Linked DNA regions of Mus musculus: region 2 is linked to region 1. A link is a contact called in public Hi-C data. All regions are on one chromosome and are shown on one strand. The core of a region is the stretch at or near the end of the contact, and the rest is flanking DNA. Distances in the headings are between cores, read along the strand shown. Region 1 overlaps Skap2 (src family associated phosphoprotein 2). Region 2 overlaps Skap2 (src family associated phosphoprotein 2).

Region 1 (5,541 bases), core at 1,825-4,324:
GTTTAAATTCTGATTATAGTTCACTTGACAAAATAATTAATTATTGTGAACTTCCAATTGTTAACTAGGACCTAGAAGAATTCCAACTGGCATTTTTCCCTTGTGTTGTAAATTTAAATGCAGGAGAACTGAGCTGTGTATTTCCCGTTGACAGCTGTCATTTGTGGGGTGGGGTGGGGGGTAACTTTCTTACCTTGCTAAGAATGTAAATCACATCACCACGCTTAAAGGACAACTCATCAGACAGAGCTCCAGTGCAGTCCCACAGACCCTGGTAAAAATTAGCGTAATCAGTGCTTTTATCTCCTAGGAAAAAGAGAGAGAGACTTGGGGTTAAGGCTTGAATCAAAAGAAATTAAAGAACCATTTTAGATTGCCAAGAAAGAAGCCCTGGCCTGGATCATGGTACATCTTAGTGAACCTGCAACTACTCCTGAGCATGCTCATGAAGATTGTTTCAGAAGGTTTGGTTTTTCATGGCCCCCTCCACTTCTATCTGTAATCTATAACCTGTAGCAATTACATTCTCAAATAGCAAGGTGCTTCTGCTCATTTTTAATGGAAAGTCCTAAGCTCACTCGCTATGTGTTTAAAGAGCAACTGGTCTTACTGTACCATCAGAATATCTAAGGGACAGATTGGACATATCTGAAGTAACAATTTCATGGAGTTTAGAACACTTGATAAGAGCATAATAATAATAGCATACTTTAATACTCAAATATAAAGCATTTGTATCCAAAGTCTCTCAAAGTTGTCTCTAAAATACTTTTGCAGCTGTGAAATTGCTAATGCAGACTTTTGTTCGTCAGGTCTAGGACATTAGGCTCCCACAGTGGCGTTATCAGTTCATCCTTCTCCTGGCATAAGCACAATGGATGTGAAGTGCTCAAACTGCCATACACACCATTAACTGATTGATTATTTAGTGCTCGTCGCTCCGTAATACCACAGTAACTGGATAATGTATGCTTTGTCACTCACACAATGTGGCTCCTAAAACACAGCACACAGTTAAATACGCTGGATGCTTTTGTTACACAAGAGAACTGTTTCCTGTTTTTAATTTCGTGATAATTGAGTTCTGATGAGTTAAGGAAAAAAGACTGCAAGTTATATCAATAAGACACAAAATGCCCGTGTATTCACTAGCCAGGCGGAACACAGATGTGCTGACAGCTTCCATCGCTGCAATGTCAGCTTTGAATCCACGGGATAACGTGGACATGGATGCTGGATCAGGCTTGTCATCTCACTTTTAAACAAGAGGCGTCTTGGCAACCTCAATACAAACGGCCACATTAGTACAGTCAGCATAGTGTTGATCTCCACAAAGTATTAATTTATTAGGAGATTTAAATTCTCCTTAATGTCTTTAACATTTTTTAAAAAGGAGAATCTGAATAACATGGAATCTAAGTATTTGTGGGATGCACCGTTTCACTTAAATTTGTGAGAAAATAAACAAGGACTAGAAAATACAACCTAACAGAATCCTCTGTTAATTTTTATTTTTTAGGATGGAAAGAGAGGGACAATAGGAGCGGCATGATAGGATTGGGGGAGGGGAGGAGGAGGAGGAAGAAGGAGGGAGGAAGGGAGAGAGGGAGGGGGGAGAGGGAGGGAGGGAGAGGGAGAGAGAGAGAGAGAGAGAGACCGACCCTGTATTGGCCTCTCCACTGTAGTAGCACTTGGGCTCAGAGCACTAAAACCAGCAGGGGCATGTGCAAGCCCCAGAATCCAACCAGGAGCTAATAGTGCTTGTGGCCACCCCTATCACATCCTCCCCCAGCCCCCAGGCATATATTAAATACATTCTGTAAACAGACACTAGAGGGCACTCCAGCTGGCCAGATACCTCCAAGCATTGACCATTTCTTTCTTTCTTTTTTTTTTTTTTTAAAAATCACTTAATAATAAAGTGACTGATTTCCTTTAAAAACCACTTATTTAGACAAATAGAGATTTAGAATTGAAACATTCCTGTCAGATTAAATCAACTGCTAATTGGGTCAAATGTTGCACCCCATGTGGTCTCTCAGTGTCAGCTTGAAAGTCAAGGAGTTAGAGCAGACAGGATGACATCATCTCACACGTGAGGCCTGCCACACAGTTCTAGCCAAGTCAAAGAAGGTCTAAATAGCTAGTTTCCCCAGTAGCCCTTCCCCCACCCCCCAACTTGTTCCCCACGCTGCTCAGGCCTTAGGCTTGGTCCGAAGACGTGGAAGAAACAAACTTTGGCTGAAAAACTGAGGTCAAAGTTTTTGGTGGAGCTGTGGGATCCCAGGTCCCAGCTGTCCGGGCCCTCCTCTGGTTCAGACCTTCTCACAGTACTTTTCAATTAACATGTTTTTTGTTTGTTTTTTGTTTTGTTTTTTGTTTTTTTTTTTTTTAAGTAGGGGGAGGAAAGAAAGGACAAAAAACCCCAAGTATCCAGTGATTTTAAATACACATTCTTACCACTTTGGTTTCTCTTTCCCTGGATACACTTGGAGAGACTCCCATTAACACTAATGGGAGTTACAGGAGCAGCAAGGGGAGAGACCCCCACGGTGTACAAGATGCATCTCTCCCTAGATGTGCATCAGGGGCATTCCATTAAACCTCACTGCTGCAAGGAAGTCAGGGAAGAGCCAGGGATTCAGCAGAGCCGGGGAAAGACACATTTTCAACTGTGCCTCCTGTAATCTTGATGATGATGGAGTCCAAAAAATGACGGACGGTCGGTCCCATGGACAGTGAGCACCGCTGAGGAGCACTCTGTGTGCCATCTGTGCGTCTATGACTGGCGTTCTAAGTGAAGAGCGGGCATCTACAGTGAGGGGAAGGCCAGCAGTGTGTGTGCTAGCTGCCTCCCCGGAAAGCATGCCAGACAAAAAGAATCAGGAGTGATCTTATTTGTGGAAAGCAGGAAGCTCCTATAGCTTATCTCTAAAATGGAGTGGCTCTAAACACACATAGACAAAACTCATGTACAAAAACAGCTTTGAAAGCACAGAAGGCTCACAAACACTAGCAGTCTTTGCCTGTGCTCGGGGAGATAACCCACAGGACATGACTTTGCTTTGCTTTGTGGCACAGGGATAGCAGATGCAGAGCCTCGAGTAGGCTAGTCAGAATGCCTTCCTGCTGAGAACCATCCCTGGCCCCAAGAAAGGCAGGCATTCTGTAGACTATGGAACACTCACAAGCACAGATAATGTGGTTTCGCTGTCTTTACTCGGCATGTTAACACCATTCTATCTATACCACAGTCAATATTTTGAAAATTACACACAAAATGTCACCTTGCTATGTGTGCTGTCCTGAGGGGCATGAATTACTTTTGAAAGAAGGTTTAAAAAGGAAAGTTAGCTAGCCTTTGAAAAATGTACACAATGAGCTTTTAAATTTTTATAAAAATACATATTTGGCAAAGCTAACAGGATTGTTACCAAAGTACAAATTAAGCAAGTAACCGCCAGATAGTCCACAAACACAAGATTATAAAAGGCATGTTGACAATGAATGAAGCATGATGCCGACACCAGAGACCCTTTCCCTAAGTACTGCAAGCCTGAAAAGTGTTTTAGAAAGGACAGCAGATTTTTATATTGTTAAAAACATCAAGCGGGCCCATCTATATACCTATAAATATACATGACCTTTGTAAGATGAGTGAATGTGAAGCGACTTGTAGGAGACAAGATGAACTCAGCTTTACCTTTAGATTTTACATTGCAACACTGAGTCTCTTCCTGCAAAATTAGTCAATGTAAAAAATATACATCAAATTCTTGAGCGAGGTTAGAAGTTCACAAGATGAGATGCTAGGCAGAAAGCAACACTCTTGTCAGCTCAGTGCTCCTAGTGGCAAGCACAGAGTCCCTGACGGCTTGCTTTGCGAAGGCATTGAATGATGGCTTGAAAGAGCTCTGTGGCACAAGAGACAGACATTGCAGTATCTTGTGGCTATGGCATGAAAAGCTCATCAACTTACTGGATTCCTTTGAGAAAAACTCTTTTCCCCCTACCCTCAAAGGCAAACATTTGAGGCATGCTCACTTGTGCCTGTGGAAGGTCTATCTACTATCTGTTTCTACCCTCTCTACCTGCATAGACATTTTACAAAGAAACATGCATGCTCTTGGCAGAAGCATCATGATTCAGAACTTTAAAAACAGATACCTAATTTACTATCAAGCATAGAGTGCCTGGGCTTTGCTTGCTGCCATGTTTTACAACTCTATTTTATAGGGCAAGAGGGCTAACAACTAATGACTTTGTCTTGTTTCCTTTCTGTCAAGGAAAAAAAAAAAAGGCAAACCCAAACCTTCTACAGCAACCTGCTCCTGCCTTCCTGTCCAGGTCTAGAGTCAGGCCCGCTTCCTTCCCATATGTCACAGTAGGAAGGCCCCAGGAAAGCTACTTCCTGAACACGCACTGCTTGTCCACCCTGCTTCTGACAACTCAAAAGAGTGATGTATGGACATATCAGAGAGAGGAAGGTGACCCTAGCTCCAGCTCTTTACAGGACCTGGGGGTGACAGGGCAGACCTCACCCCAGCTGACATATGGCTGTGAAGAGGTGTAAAGTTCTGATAAGAAGGCTGCCCATCTCTTCTTTCCCTGTAAAATAAATGCTGGTTTATCAAAGTTAACTTCATGTTTGTGCTACAGATAGTTTATCTTGTGCTACTTGGAAATAGCAACAAGCAAGAAGAGTTGTCCGTATTGTGTGTGTGTACATGGTGTGCACATAATTAGTACTTGGGGCCCAGTGCCAGGTGGAAATGGATAGTGCAGAATATCTTCCCCAGTCTGCTAGGCAACCAGTGTCCTTTCCTCATTTTTAAGCTGCTGTCACTGGACTCTGGCATTTCTTACCCAATTCATTTGCTTTCTGTGTTAATCATATGCAATGAAGATATGCATGGCCAACATTTAAACAGGCTGCAGATCAATTAGCGGTCTTAAGTTTATCTGATTTTTATCAAAGAAGACAGAGCTGTGGGTCGATTGTCAGAGCCTGTGTCAAGTTGACCTTTTCAGAGATGTCTACATTGCCAGTCCCTTGGGCAACTTGTTGTCCCCTGTTAGTCTCTGAATGGCAGAAGTCTGTTCTGCTCAAGCACAAAGTATACACAGATGTCTATATTACATTCTTATAGGTTTGACAGCAACTGCATGTTGTATCTATAAACTGTCCTTTAGCAGTGACACTTCCTCAATGATGATAAGCTAATTTATGCAACTAAATCTCCTTTGTGCAGAAATGAAAGCTAATTGAGTCATTACAAAGTAATTCAGGAAGGAATACCTTGTATAAATTGGCTTACTTTATAAATCCTTCTCAAGTGGTTTTCATGCATCCTAAATGGGACTAAGCAGCTTATCAAGCATAAGACATACAGACCAAACAAGTCAACTTCTTCAGGGAGCTGTGCAAACATCCTCAGAGGGTTAGAAAGTGACTCTAACAAAACCAAAATAGACTTTGCCAGTGCTACCTGAGGTGTGATGCACACTGTCCCGACTTCCCTTCCCTTGCTCGTCCATCTT
Region 2 (5,765 bases), core at 175-2,674, 100 kb after region 1:
CTGAACTCTCTGTGATTTCAAAGAAAAATGTTCTACTGTCCTCTTTACATATCCGAGTTTGAGATGAAGCCAACAAACAATTCGAGGCATTTTTTGGTATTAGAGGCAAAATCTAATGAGCTGACATTTATGACAGCAGATGAATTGTGATGCCTAAACTTCAAGTTAAATTATAGCTAAAAACTGATCAAATGATGCTACTTTAATAAATAGAAAACTGATCATGATTTACCAATTAAAAACACTTATGAGTGTATTTTTGTTTAAGAAATCACAATTAATCTCTAATGTGAGTAATTCTGAGAACATGAATCATATGTATGCCTTCTTAGCTCAAGTTATTAAAATTTGATATAATTGTTGTGAATTATTCAGTGAAGAATTCATTTTTCTATAGCCCACCTCCTTCTGCTAGACAGTAGAATAAAATGCATGTTAACCATTCCAGTCAGCACATGAATCACTCCAGTGACATCTGATTTAGCTCTTCTCCCCGAGTGACATTCACTGCTCCTTTTCTTCACATACTTAGAACCAAAGGAATTATTAACAACTGGACCTTATCGTCACATCACAAGCAAATTACATCAGTTTAGCCGTGCATTTTGCTCAACATTCTGAAAATGTTCTGCAAAGTCAACTTTGTAGTTACTGCTTGCTAATATGGTGGTATGAAAATAATCCCCACTAAATCAGTTCATGAGTTTCAAATGTCCTTATGCCAGCAACTAAAAAGACTCAAGGTATGCATTTTCAACATCGGTATCCTTTCGTTATTATGAAGCAACATAGATTACATAGCATCTAATTAAAAACAAACTCAAGAGAAACACTTTCACATGAATGAGCAACTCTTAAAAACTTCCTAAAGAATATGAAGATCATGTTCCATGAAGAATTAACACAAATGTGATCAATTAAGTCCCTGTCGAAATGAGCTACTTTATAAAAAGAACCCTTAAGAGTTTAAGAAATTAGTTTTATAATATTTACTTTAGAAAAAAATATGTCTGGTTTACTATGTGTTATGGAAAATGGCTTAAGTTTTATGAATACATGCCTGGACATATCTTTTCAATTATTGAAACTCAGATAAACTTTTCATAATCATTTTTTGATTTGTTTATGGATGTTATGAGACATGAAAGTAAAACCCCTCATCTACAAAATGAAACACAAAATATAAACAGATGATCATTTTCAAAATGACAGATGAAGAAAGAAAGACAGTAATGCAGATGTTAGAGAGCTATCTGCACACTAACTGAGATTTCTAAATATTCATGTTAGGGTCATGAGGGCAATCAAAATGGGATTTTAAACACACATTCAAGTAATTTTCAAAACAAATGCATGTGCTCTGAATGAAAGAGAAAGCCTCTACCATTAACTTGAAATTAATCTGTCTTGAAAGGAGAAGCTGCTGAAGAAGCCGACAGAACTCAGGAGAGCCCCCAGCTGGCATCCAGAATCTGTTTTGGTGTGTTCCATTCTTTTCACGAGAAACCTTGTTGTGCTCTCACAAACACCAGAGAAGGTTCTCTAAATAATAATCAATAATTAGTTGCAAGGAAACAGGATCAAGCCACAACAAACCACCTATAAGTTGTCTAACAATATGACAAACTCATCTTGTTTATAGCAACCACAAAGAACCAACATAACTTGTGGTGCCAAGAAGCCAGATGGTACTGCTGGAAAAAATTAAGTCTACAGATTGGCAGCTCGACCCTATGAGTATTGCCCAAGGGAGGGCAGAGTGGAAGAAGAGCGGGAGGCTGCGTGTAGTGGGGATAAATCAATTACTACCACCTCACCTCCTTCCTGTGAAACCCTAATGACAGATTCTAAATACCATGCCAGTGGGTTGTTCAGGGCTTAAACAGTCCAAGCATTACTTGTGAATGATAAGATATATAACTAAAAGATAGAACATAATTTCTGTTTTCAGCACTGGCCTAGTACTAAAACCTTGACCCAACCACAGAGAATCCATACGCGGTAAGCACTGAAGCGTGTTTTGGAAGAGCTGTCGGTGAGGGGGTGTTACTTTTGTTTTTCTGTCTACCTTCCACTTTGTTTTGTATTTGATGATGGCATTTGTTAAGTTCTGTATGTTTTCTAAGAGAATTCTGCCTAGGTAATGGCTCCATATGCTAGTCTCAGAATTAAACAATTGACCTGCAGGCTTTATTTTTATTTATAAAAATTCCTTTGTTTTTGTTCAAAACACAATTTCCACTGTGTATTATCTATGACTTGCTAAAGAAGCAGCAATATTTCAAGACATGTTCCAAGTAAATTTTACAGTAAAAAGCACGCACACTGTTTTGCTGGATGATGCTGGGAAATGTCTGTCTGCTGTCGTCATGCTTTTGCAGCACAGGACAGTTGGGCATTCGGTGATGTCTCAGGGAGCTTAGGCACTACTACCATCTTGGACCTCCATCACTTGTGAACATGGGCACACGTGCATACATATGCACACACATGCACAAACACATGCTCACAGACACACGGCTACTTGGCATTAATCCCACTTTTATTACTCAGAAACTGAGACACTATAAAGAGTTAAAGGCAGAAAACTCACACGACTTTTTTAATTCCAAGAACATATAATTTACAATATAAATGTGCTGAGGCATTTAATATATTAGCAATTACACTGACAGATGGCCTTTGAACTTTGTCTCAAGTACCAATCAGTGACAGATCAAAATAGATTTCATTAATAAATAAATTTGATAAGGCAAGGAATTTTTCTGGTTAATTAGTTTTTAAGAGCAAGAATGAGTTTATAAAGCTGTTGGGAAAGTGTAGGTGAATCACACATGCTAACCCATCCAGTGTTCCCAAAACCTAACAAGCTGAGGGACAGGAGACAGCACAATCCATGTGCTATCAGAATCCCTAACACACACACACTGACAACCGGTGACAGAAAGTTGACTCTGAGAGGATCAGCCTTACCTAGGTGATACCTAACTCACTCTTCCTCACCTATCAAAACTGCATATGTGCTTCAAATCCTTTGTCTGAATCATCCTCTTAGGTCTTCAAATAATTGTTCGACCTTTGTATTTCTGGGCTAACTAAATAACAAATTAATAATGTTTTTTACAGTCTTGGAGGAATACAGCTAAGTCACAGAAGTATCGATATTCACACAGGTAAGTAGTTTTGTATATTTGTGAAGAATAATAAAAACATACAGATACAAAAACAAATAGAGATTATTGAAACTAATATAAACAGAATAAGCAGAACATAATAACAGGTACCTTATTAAAGCTCAATGAGAAACAAAGCACAAAGTATACATCACAGAACAGTTATAAACTAGAGGAGCTACCAGTATATAAAGTCCAAACACAACTCATATACAAAATAAGCCTATCTTCCACAGGCTATTACCATACAAAGGAAAACTACAGATAACAGTATCATAATTCCAGCTGATACAACTCGAGGTAACAACATTAACATTTTAGTTTTCTTTCATTATAAAATATAGTCACAATACATATTTCTTCTTTTAAAAATCAGATTTAAAATCGTATTCTTAAATAAAGAGTGATGATAAAAAAAATCTTCCATTTATAAAATAGAATCCACTAATAAGTTCTCTTAAACTTAAAATATAACAAAATTTAAAACTTGTTTGTCTTAATGTTAGTAATTGTATACTGTAGCTTTCTGGCCAAGTCCATAAAGAGTCAAACAAACAAAGGACATTTTGAATGTCAAGATCAGCTTCATATTAACATGTTTAGCATCTTTATAACAAAATAACCCAGCTAATGAGTCTATGGTTTAAGGCTCATTCTTATCAGATTCATATGCCACTGCTTCATCATCTCCTATTGCCCAAGAGAGACAGAAAGCTAAATACATTTCATCAAAATAAGAGGCTACTGCTGGCGCATGTCAACTGTAACACAGATCTGCCTGTTGAATACTAAGTCATAAAAACAATTACAGATTATCAACTCCCCTTCCAGCTATTATAACATAACATAATTAAATGTAATATAGTCTAACACAACTTAAACTATCTATGTTCAAACATAGATTAAAAATTCCAGAGAAAAAAATGTATGAAAATCAAGTTAAGCATTCAATACCCTAGCCATCTTGCAACATTATAATAGACAAGAACTATTTTGCATATTCCTATACAAATTATGTACCATGCACTTATGCTTACTGTAATCTTATAAAATACTATAATTACCACTATTTTTATAAATTAAGAAAATAAAACATAGAGAGAAAATAAAATTTCCAAAGTCACGTGTCATGCCAGGACTAAACTGGGCTGTTTATGTTATAATAATTTGTACACTTAACCACAACAGTATATTTTATCCTTGAACTAATGAAATACAAGGTTTAGCTTCTATAAGGCCCTTGTAAATACAGCATGCGAATACTAGGAAGTATATCTGGGCAGCTTGAAATATGATTTAATGTTATTTAAGCTGCCAGGATAAAACACAGCCCTATAACATGATTCCTACATTAAAAGAGAAAAATAATTAGACAATAAAAACAAAGGGAAAAGAAAAATATCTAAGATCTGACCAACATTCAAACGAATGCCAAAGCTACCAAAATAAAATGTATCCCATGACTCTATAATCACATCAAGTGTGATTATAAAATGTTGTTAGTTGGGATCATATGCTTAGAAACAAAGGCAGCAAGTCTCCTGGCTTACCTGTGAGGGATGCTGGGGCAGATGTCTCTCTTCTGAACACCTTAATCCATCTCTTTCTACAACATCTGACAGGTCTTATCTTTCTCATGACAGCCAACATGTTTAGGCAAATCAATCAGTGATTTTCCATATCTCTATCCCATATCTCCGTCTTGCTCTCAAATAACTCGGACTAGTTTTCCCAGTATACCTTCAAGTTTAACAGACCTGATCTCTGTTTTCCACTTCACCCTTTTCTTTGCAGAAGATATCACTTCCTCAAGAGAAGATTCTAAGGATCACCTACACAGTCATCAAGTCTGTCCTTGTTTGCTTTCTGTTGTCCTGATAAAATGCCAACCTGGTGACCAAAAGCAACCTGGTGAGGAAAGGGTTCACTTCAACCTGCAAGTTGCAGCCCACAGTCAAGGGGAGTCAGGGCAGGAACCGAGGCAGAGACCACAGAGGAGCATGGCTTGCTCGGCTTGCTCTCTTCTACCACTGAGGCCCTGCCCAGAGTTAGCACCAGCTGCACTGGGCTCTCCCATATCAAACAGTAATCCAGGAAATAGCCTACAGACTTGCCCGAGGTTGTATGGTACAGGCTTTCCCCATATGCCATCTCTCTTCCCAGATCATTCCAGTCTGTGTCAAGCTGACAAAACAAAACAAAACAAAACAAAACAAAACAAAACAAAACAAAACAAAACACCAAGCACTACTAAGTCTATCACTGTCATTCTCTGTATCTCCCATGCCTCTTAACGCCTCGGTTTCTACCCACCAAGTTGAACAATGACCTTCATCTCAGGTCTTTGCCTCTGAGAAGTGCACCAAGCCCCCATCTTTCTTTTTCTTTCTCCTCCTCCTTCTCCATCTCCAATATTCCGACACTACAAACCAAATTTTGTGTTTATTTTTTCTGTGTGTTGGTTAAGGTGCTAGAAACTGAACTTAGGCCTCACAAATATTTCGAAAGCTCTCTCCCACGGAGCTATATTCCCAGCCCGTTATTATTTGTCTTTTGATTCATTCCTCACAATCCTTACCTTTCCTTGCTTTA

Evidence for each region. Hi-C and Micro-C count contacts between places; a contact is called where the count stands out from the background.
Region 2: a contact with region 1 is called in a Hi-C map of cerebellum, with 4 times the contacts expected there. The contact joins two enhancer-like sites. A contact is called at or near these places in 4 of 39 promoter capture datasets (embryonic stem cells, liver, pre-B cells and 1 more), 14 of 484 Hi-C or Micro-C datasets (MC3T3-E1-derived osteoblasts, cerebellum, differentiating embryonic stem cells and 9 more), 4 of 115 datasets of contacts at active chromatin or transcription factors (the HPC-7 cell line, differentiating embryonic stem cells and embryonic stem cells) and 2 of 9 other capture datasets (adipose tissue and liver).

What each region holds. Positions count from the first base shown.
Region 1 is chr6:51,874,282-51,879,822 of GRCm38.p6, forward strand. It overlaps Skap2 (src family associated phosphoprotein 2), which reads right to left. Exons shown (of 13, transcript NM_018773.2): 10 at 5,490-5,541; 11 at 194-306. Among named protein-coding and RNA genes, the nearest start is that of Skap2, 140 kb to the right of the region's middle. Within about 2 kb of position 3,075, at least 62 of the 459 cell types and tissues checked have an H3K27ac peak or open chromatin away from gene starts, as enhancers often do. A contact at or near this core is called in cerebellum, where this site is marked.
Region 2 is chr6:51,976,122-51,981,886 of GRCm38.p6, forward strand. The region is part of intron 4 of Skap2 (src family associated phosphoprotein 2); the gene reads right to left. Among named protein-coding and RNA genes, the nearest start is that of Skap2, 34 kb to the right of the region's middle. Within about 2 kb of position 1,425, at least 3 of the 459 cell types and tissues checked have an H3K27ac peak or open chromatin away from gene starts, as enhancers often do. A contact at or near this core is called in cerebellum, where this site is marked.